Regions from separate parts of the Triticum aestivum genome. Here region 2 is linked to region 1. Evidence: chromatin contacts called from public Hi-C data. All regions are on one chromosome and are shown on one strand. The core of a region is the stretch at or near the end of the contact, and the rest is flanking DNA. Distances in the headings are between cores, read along the strand shown.

Evidence for each region. Hi-C and Micro-C count contacts between places; a contact is called where the count stands out from the background.
Region 2: a contact with region 1 is called in a Hi-C map of leaf, with 7 times the contacts expected there. The contact joins the enhancer-like site here to the promoter of LOC123125020 in region 1. A contact is called at or near these places in 2 of 5 Hi-C or Micro-C datasets (both in leaf) and 1 of 1 datasets of contacts at active chromatin or transcription factors (leaf).

The regions. Positions count from the first base shown.
Region 1 is chr1B:371,023,421-371,027,282 of IWGSC CS RefSeq v2.1, forward strand. It overlaps LOC123125020 (salt tolerance receptor-like cytoplasmic kinase 1), which reads right to left and starts at 1,948. Exons shown (of 2, transcript XM_044545567.1): 1 at 1,464-1,948; 2 at 290-1,345. The coding sequence starts at 1,818. The coding sequence ends at 663.
Region 2 is chr1B:371,557,483-371,561,293 of IWGSC CS RefSeq v2.1, forward strand. No RefSeq gene overlaps it. Among protein-coding and RNA genes, the nearest start is that of LOC123078624, 210 kb to the right of the region's middle. Within about 2 kb of position 1,484, at least 8 of the 8 cell types and tissues checked have an H3K27ac peak or open chromatin away from gene starts, as enhancers often do. A contact at or near this core is called in leaf, where this site is marked.

The DNA of each region.
Region 1 (3,862 bases), core at 698-3,197:
GCATCTCTACTTTTCACTCCAACTTTTTCAGCTTATGTCACAGGACCACATTTTTTCTTTTTAAGCACCCACCTCCTGAAAAGGATCCCGCTTCCCTATCCGAACCTACTTTACGTCATATCCGATCCTACATGGCATGCGAGACATCACGTTAAGGCTATGCATTGTACATGCCCTAATAAATTCGCACGGCAGCACAACAATTGTATATTACGGAGAGAAAGGCTGTCAAACCCGTCACAGGTAGAAGCCCGGTGACTTGCTCGAACCACAAACAAAACGAACGAACTTTGAACAGCAGCAAGAACACTCAATGTACTTCTTACAAACCAACCAAACAATCACCAAAATCTTTAGAATCGCAGAATGGACGACCCCAGTTTGTTTTAGTCTTTTTCCTCTCTCTCACACACACCCAAATCACTGCCACTTTGGCATGTAATGTCATCGAAATTCCCCATCAGCACAAACCCTACCCTTTTTCTCTTCCAAATCGACTCTTTTTCCCCACGCCTTTTCTTTCGATGGCTTTTCGATATGCTCGCCCACTACTACCGCTTTGTTCGCCCTCGGCCTGTACCGAGGCTCCATGTGTGCAGCTCACACCATCATCACAGGTTACAGCTGGCCAATCCGGATCTAACGCCTACGGTCCTCGTGAATCACAGCTTCCCCTGGCCGTCCGATCCTCTCCCCGCGGCGAGGATGGACCCCTGCGCGCTCTGCTCCAGCGTGCGCACCACGTCGCCCATGGACGGGCGGAGGCTGGGGTTCTGCCCCACGCACGACGCCGCCAGCGCGGCCACGGCGGATGCCTCGCCCGCGTCGTACGCGCTCCCGAGCCGCTCGTCGACCAGCATCCGCGCGTCGCAGGCGGCCTTGAGCCGCGGGGCGAGGACGGCCGTCAGCAGCCGGCCCTCCACGGGGCAGAAGGCCTCTATGCCGGTCAGGAGCTCCAGGAGCAGCACCCCGAAGCTGTACACGTCCGTCTTCTTGGTGACCACGCCGGAGCGGATGTAGTGCGGGTCGACGTAGCCCGGGGAGCCGAGCATGGTGTGCGCCGACGACCGCGGGCGGACGGCCGCGGAGAACCCCATCCGCGCCGACCCGAAGTCGCAGAGCTTGGCGGACATGGACGCGTCCAGGAGCACGTTCGACGCCTTCACGTCGCCGTGCACCACCTGCGGCTCGCACCGCTCGTGCAGGTACTCGAGCGCCTGCGCCACCTGTAGTGCCACCGACACCCGCCGCGACCACGGCATCGCCCCCGCGGCCTTGCCGCCGCCGTGGAGCTTCTCGTACAGGTTTCCGTTCGCCGCGAACTCCAGCACCAGCACGCCCTCATCTGCATCGACCAAATCCACAAACAATTCAGCTTCAGCACGACGGCGCGAAACGCGGCACAGAGCAGAGAAATGAATGCCGGAGCCGGGCCAGCGCGGGCGACGGAATAAAGCACGCACCTTGCTGCTCGCAGAAGCCGAGGAGGCGGACGATGTGCGGGTGGCGGATGCGGAGGAGCGTCTCGAGCTCCTGGCGGAAGACGCGGTGGATGCGCTCGCTGCTGCGGTGGACCTTGACGGCGGCGAGGGCGCCGGAGAGGCGCGCGAGGTAGACGGTGCTGAACCCGCCCTCGCCGACCACGGCGGAGGTGAACCCGCCCGTCATCCTCTCCACCTGCGCCCACGACAGCTGCCGCGTCCCGACCTCCTCGCCCCCTTTGCTCCCGCCGCACTCCGACTCGTCGTCGACCTCTATGTCGCCGTCGGCCGCATTGGCCCCGCAGCCGCAGCAGAAGAACCTGAACCTCTGGCCCATCGATCCTCGCCGGTTTCTATTTCTCGCAAACACACAGACACGAGACGGGAAGAGCAGAGCCGAGCCGAGAGAGGGAGGAAGACTTGGACGGCCTTGGGGTTCTGGCTTCCTCTGTGTATTGTGGAGAGAACGGGTGTACTTGGTGTGGAGTAGAGAGGCTTATATATAGGTGGGTGCGGGGAATTCAGATTTGGTGGGGGTGTGAACTGTGAAGTGCCAACATTAGCAGATCATTATGCAGCCAGGGGTAGGAATAGCAAGTGTAGAACCAGAACCATCTCGCCGTGGCTGGCACCCGGGCCCACCTTACTCACTCACTGACCACCATCCATCATAACCTTCCATCCAGAAAGAAAATAAATATTAATAGTACACAAAATCTGTCATGGGCTCACCCTCCCTCGTCCCTGGAGCTCCAATAGATTACACCGGACGGGAATAATGGTCCTTTTCGGGGCGAAATAATTGGATCAACACATGGACGATAACATGCGAATTTGCGTGCAGCTTTAGCTTGAAAACGGATTATTGGCGTGTTAGATTACAGCTGAAACGCCAATTATGCGCGAGCCGAGCCTCCCTACCCTCAACGGTTATGGCTCCTCCAAGATCCAGGATGTCTCGCAACTACTACCACTGATATGACTTGGTAGTAAGGTACACCTGATGATGCTTGTCTCTAGAAAAGGCTTCATCGTGCCATTTACATTTGTGGTTGCCCAGCCCTGATCAAGATCAAATAGGAGAGTCTGGGCTTTTTTCGTATTATCGCAGTAAAATGACATTTTCTTTTTGGTTGTGTTGGAAGTGTTGGGTGTGTGCATCATGCTATGCAGAGACGGCATTTGCTCGGTGCAGCTTTATCACCTCGAATATAGTGGTTGAATGAAAATGTTTTTTATCAAGAAAATGTAGATACTAATTGCCTTAATCTCAAAATTAGGATCCCCTTTTCTGCAACCAGTTTTGTTAGGTGACATGAATTGGGAGGGAAACATGTCTTGCGCGGTATAATTGCTCGCTGTTGTGTATTTTCCCCCCGAGAAGCTTCCTGCGTCGTAAAGGTGTCGGAGCCGAGACGTGTGCCGGACTTTGGCTTAGGTTTGGTGCGATGTACATTAGCGGCACCACACACCGTAGAACAGAAGACGGTGGTCAAGGCCACGCGCAACGAGAGCGAACGATGAACCGAGACGAAGACGAGCGCAGAGAGTCGTCATGATAAATGTGCTTTTGGTTGCTTGCAATGATTCACTCGGGATTAAGCAGTGTCTCGTTTCGCGCAGGTCTTGCGCTGAATCATCATCGCAAGACGCAAGTTAAGGCCTCCTTTGGTTTGAAGGAATTTCATAGGAATTCTAGAGGATAGGATTCTTATAGGATTTTTTCTTTAGAGCCCTTTGGTTCATAGGAATGGATTCCTATTCCTATATAGGATTGGTTCCTATCCTCCACATTTCATAGAAAAATAAGAATGAGCCTAGACTCAATAGAAAAATTCCTTTGGTGTCAACCAAATGACATCTTGTTTCCTATTCCTACTCATAGGATTTGAGATACATGTCATCTCATTTTCTACAAGATTCCTATTCCTACGATAATCCTATCCTATGAACCAAAAGAGGCCTAAGTTGGTGATGCGGGAAGTGGCTTCCCGCGTGCTTGTGGCCGTGTACATACCTACGCTCGATGCGGGAAGTGGAAGTGCAAACTGAAGGTTTGCGTCTCCGCAGAAGCAACGTTCGCGCTTGCAATCCTGGCCAAATGGACAGTTATTAGTTATGCTGGCGCTTCAGTCTGTCTCCGTCGCCCAAGTCTGAATCCAATGGGTGGTGTAGTTACGTGGTAGTACAACTGTACAAGCAACAGACACAGCAAGCGACGGTCCCTTTTACGTTCGATTTCGAAAACAAACTTCAAGCTTGGTGCAGCCTATTGCGGCTACGCCTTGGCTGTGTACGTATGCGTACTTCTAGCTCGAATCTGGGAGCAGAAAAGCTGCGCTGCTGTGCAGTGGTAGTAATTAAACGCGATTGTGCAGGGG
Region 2 (3,811 bases), core at 234-2,733, 530 kb after region 1:
AAGAAGCGCGCGTCCTCCTTCTAGCTCCCCTTCGCCGCGGATGCAAGGCCCTCGCCGGCCGCGCGCCGGGAGAGTTGCAGCGTGCTGCTGGTAGGAATTTCCTATTTGCCGCTCTTTGCGGCAAGTAGTCTACCGGATGCATAGGCAGATCGACGAGCGCGTTAGGATGGGCAACGTTAAAGCGAATCCGGTTTTGGGAATCTTCTAGGTGGTTCCCAGCCGGTTTTTCTGCTTTCGGGAACCTTCTAGAAGGTTCCTGAACCGTTTTTTTTTAATTTCCCCTTTTACCCTTTTTTGTTTCTTTTTTTTACTGTTTCTTTTTCGTTTTTGTTTTAATTTTCTTTTTTCTTTTTCTTTTTTCTTTTTTATCTTTTTTCGTTTTTTATGTTTCTTTTTTTTCCTGTTTTCTGTTTCTTTTTCATTTTTTCATTTTTTCATTTTTCTGTTTTCAAAGTTATTTTATTTTTTTCAAGTTTTTTTGTGTTGCTCACAACTGTTCAAAACTTCACAAATTGTTCTCATTTTTCAAATTTTGTTCATGCTTTCAAAAAATTGTTCAAAACTTCACAAAATGTTTTGATTTTCAAATTTTGTTCATCCTTTCAAAAAAATTGTTCAAAACTTCACAAAATGTTCTCATTTTCAATTTTTGTTCCTGACTTGAAAAAATGTTCATGCTTTCAAAAAGTTGTTCAAAGTTCAAAAAATGTTCTCATCTTCAAATTTTGTTTCTCTTTTCTTTTTTTAGTTTCTGTTTCTTTTTTTTATGTTTTTTAACAATTTCACAACTATGCAAAATTTGTTCACAAATTAAGAAAAATGTTCATTTTTTCAATTTTTGTTTGTGAGTTTCAATGAATGTTCCTATTTCAAATTTAGTTCGCATTTTTCAAAAAATGTTCATGTTTGAAATTTTTGTTCGTGAGTTTCGTAAAATGTTCCCATTTCAAAAATTTGTTCACATATTTCAAATTTTGTTCGGGAGTTTTAAAGAATGTTCACATATTTCATACGACCTCCACTTTTTTCTCAAACATAATGTTCGCGTACAAAATTTTGTTCTCTAAATTCAAAAAATGTTCGGGAATTTAAAAAGTGTTCATTTTATTAAAACTTTGTTCAAGTTTTTTAGTTTTTCTTCTAGCATTTTCAGCAAACGCAAACAATTTCTGAATTTTTGAATTTTTGAACATATCCAATGTTTAAGGTTTCTAGGTGAGGGTGTTAGATATGTAGTAGATGATCTTTTAAAGTACCCGCGTTACATATGACCAAAGGAGCTAGTTAGCTTGTCTGGTTAGTGACAAGAGTATACTAGCTCCAGGTTGCAGGGTTCGATCCCCCGCTCCGCATTATAATTTTAGGTGATCTTTTTGTTGTTTCGTCGCGACGATGGGCCGGCCCATTCGGGGGGCTGTACCTGTGCGGCGCGTGCAAATCGGACGCAAAGAGCGGCGCATATTAGGCCTCCTGCTGGCACGCCGTGGTGGAACTGGTTTTCGTGCTGCACGGGCCGTCCACGGCCCGGAAGCGTGGTTTTACAGGCGGCCCGGTGACAGACGATTGTGTGAGTCCGCTGGATTGAGCGCGAGAACTATTCTCGCTTCTCGTCTATGGGAGCTCCTAGTCGGCGCTGTTAGCGCCGATTAGAGAAGCTGGCGCTCGCAGGGGCGCGAAACGGGCCGGCCCATTTGTCTTTTTCCTTTCTACCAGAAACTGCAAAAAGAATAAGCGAGTAACAAGACTCAAACACTGGACCTCACGAACCATTCACGGTTGCACCAACCATTACGCCATGGAACGACCAATGCTTATAATTTTCGTCTGCTTCCTTTCATTCTTCCCGTAGGTCGCGAACCCCAGACTCCCGCAAACTGTTTTTTTTTCTGTTTTTATGTATCGGTTTTGTTCGCCTTCTTTCTTTTCTTTTTTGCTAAATATGTGCACCTTTTGAAAAAAATCAAAGAAATTTTTTTCAAAATGCACGAGTTTTTTTAAAAACATTGAGTTTTTTAAAATTCATCAAATTTGAAGAAAGTTCATTGAATCTGAAAAATAATGTTCATCAAATTTGAGAAAAGTTCATCAAAACTGGAAAAGGTTCATCGAATCTGAGAAAAAGTTCATGAATCTGGAAAAAAAATCATTGATTTTGAAACAAAATCATCGGATTTGAAAAAAGTTCATTAAATTTGAAAAAAGTTCATCGAATTTGGAAAAAGTTCATGAAATTTGAAAAAATAGTACATCCGATTTCAAAAAAAGTTCATCAAATTTGAAAAAAGTTCATCCGATTTGAAAAAAAGTGCATCAAATTTGGAAAAAGTTCATCGATTTTGAAAAAATAGTTCATCCAATTTCAAAAAAAATCATCAAATTTGAAATAAAGTTCATCAGATTTGAAAAAAAGTTCATCAAATTTGGAAAAAGTTCATCGAATTTGAAAAAATAGTTCATCGGATTTGAAAAAAAGTTCATCGAATTTGGATAAATTTCATCAAATTTGAAAAACAGTTCGTCGGATTTGAAAAAAGTTCATCAAAATTCATCCAATTTGGTAAAAGTTCATCAAATTTCAAAAAAATATATCGATTTTTAAAAAAATTCAACTCTTTTGAAAAAAGTTCATCGAATATGAAATGAAGTTCGTCAATTTAGAAAAAAAATAATTTATGAATCTTTAAAACCCGTGCATTAAAGAAAACAGAAAAGGATCGGAAAAAGAAAAAAATCGAAGTGAGGAATGCAGTAAAGGAGAAAAGTAAAGAAACTTACGTGAAATGTTGGATGGCCGTATGGCTAGAGCGTAGCGCTAGCAGCCGAAAGGGCGAGTGTTCGATTCCTTTGCTGGTCACCCTTTTTTCGCCAGTTTTTACAGGAAGAGGAAAGTATCGTTTTCCCTCTCAAATCAACCGATTTCCCCCCAAAGTCTAAAACCGAATCAATCAGCCCCTAAACTCTCTAAAACCGGACCAATTCTCCCCCATGGTGGTTTTGCACCAGATTTAGGTGGTTTTGACTAGTCTCCTTGCTGACTGGACAGTGCTGACTTGGCAGATGCAACTTTCCCCAATTTTTAATTGCAATCCGCTCCCTCGCCGCGAAGCACTCTGTCGCCGTCCCCTTTGTCGCCCCCTCGCCGCCCCCTCGCCGCCCCATCGCCGTCCCCTCGCCGCCCCATCGTCGTCCCCTCGCCGTCCCCTCGCCGCCCCCTCGCCGCCCCATCGCCGTCCCCTCGCTCGCCGCAGTCCATGGCGTCTGCTAGCTCGTCAAGCAGTCATCGGTCGCCGCGGTCCATGGCCTTCTCAGGGCAGTCGCCAGTGCCATATCGGGAGCCACCGATGGCGTACTCGCCCGAGAAGGTGTGCCACTGCAAAGTCAAGGCTCCGAGGTGGATTTCGTGGAGCATTGCCAACCCCGGTCGTCGATACTACAACTGCAGCCAATCTCTGGTAACTAGATCTGTGCCCGCCGTTTCTGTTTGTTGTTTCGTTGAGCAGCAAAGTTATAGTCTTTGCGTGATTCTTTTGACAAAATTGCACAATTTTTTGAATAGGGATATGACTGTGGGTACTTCAAGTGGCATGATGATCCCCTGGATAAGTTTATCAGTACGCTACTAGGTGACCTGCGAGATGTTGTGAATCGGCTGAAGACAGAGGTTAGGAAGCTCAAGACCGAGAAATCACAGCTGGAGCATGCTCTCATGGATGCCAAGTGCAGCATTGGTGATGCTGATGTTTATGTGCTGGATTTGAAAGCGCAGCATGCTCAACAAATGGATGTTCTTGCCAAGGAATTTCAGAGAAGC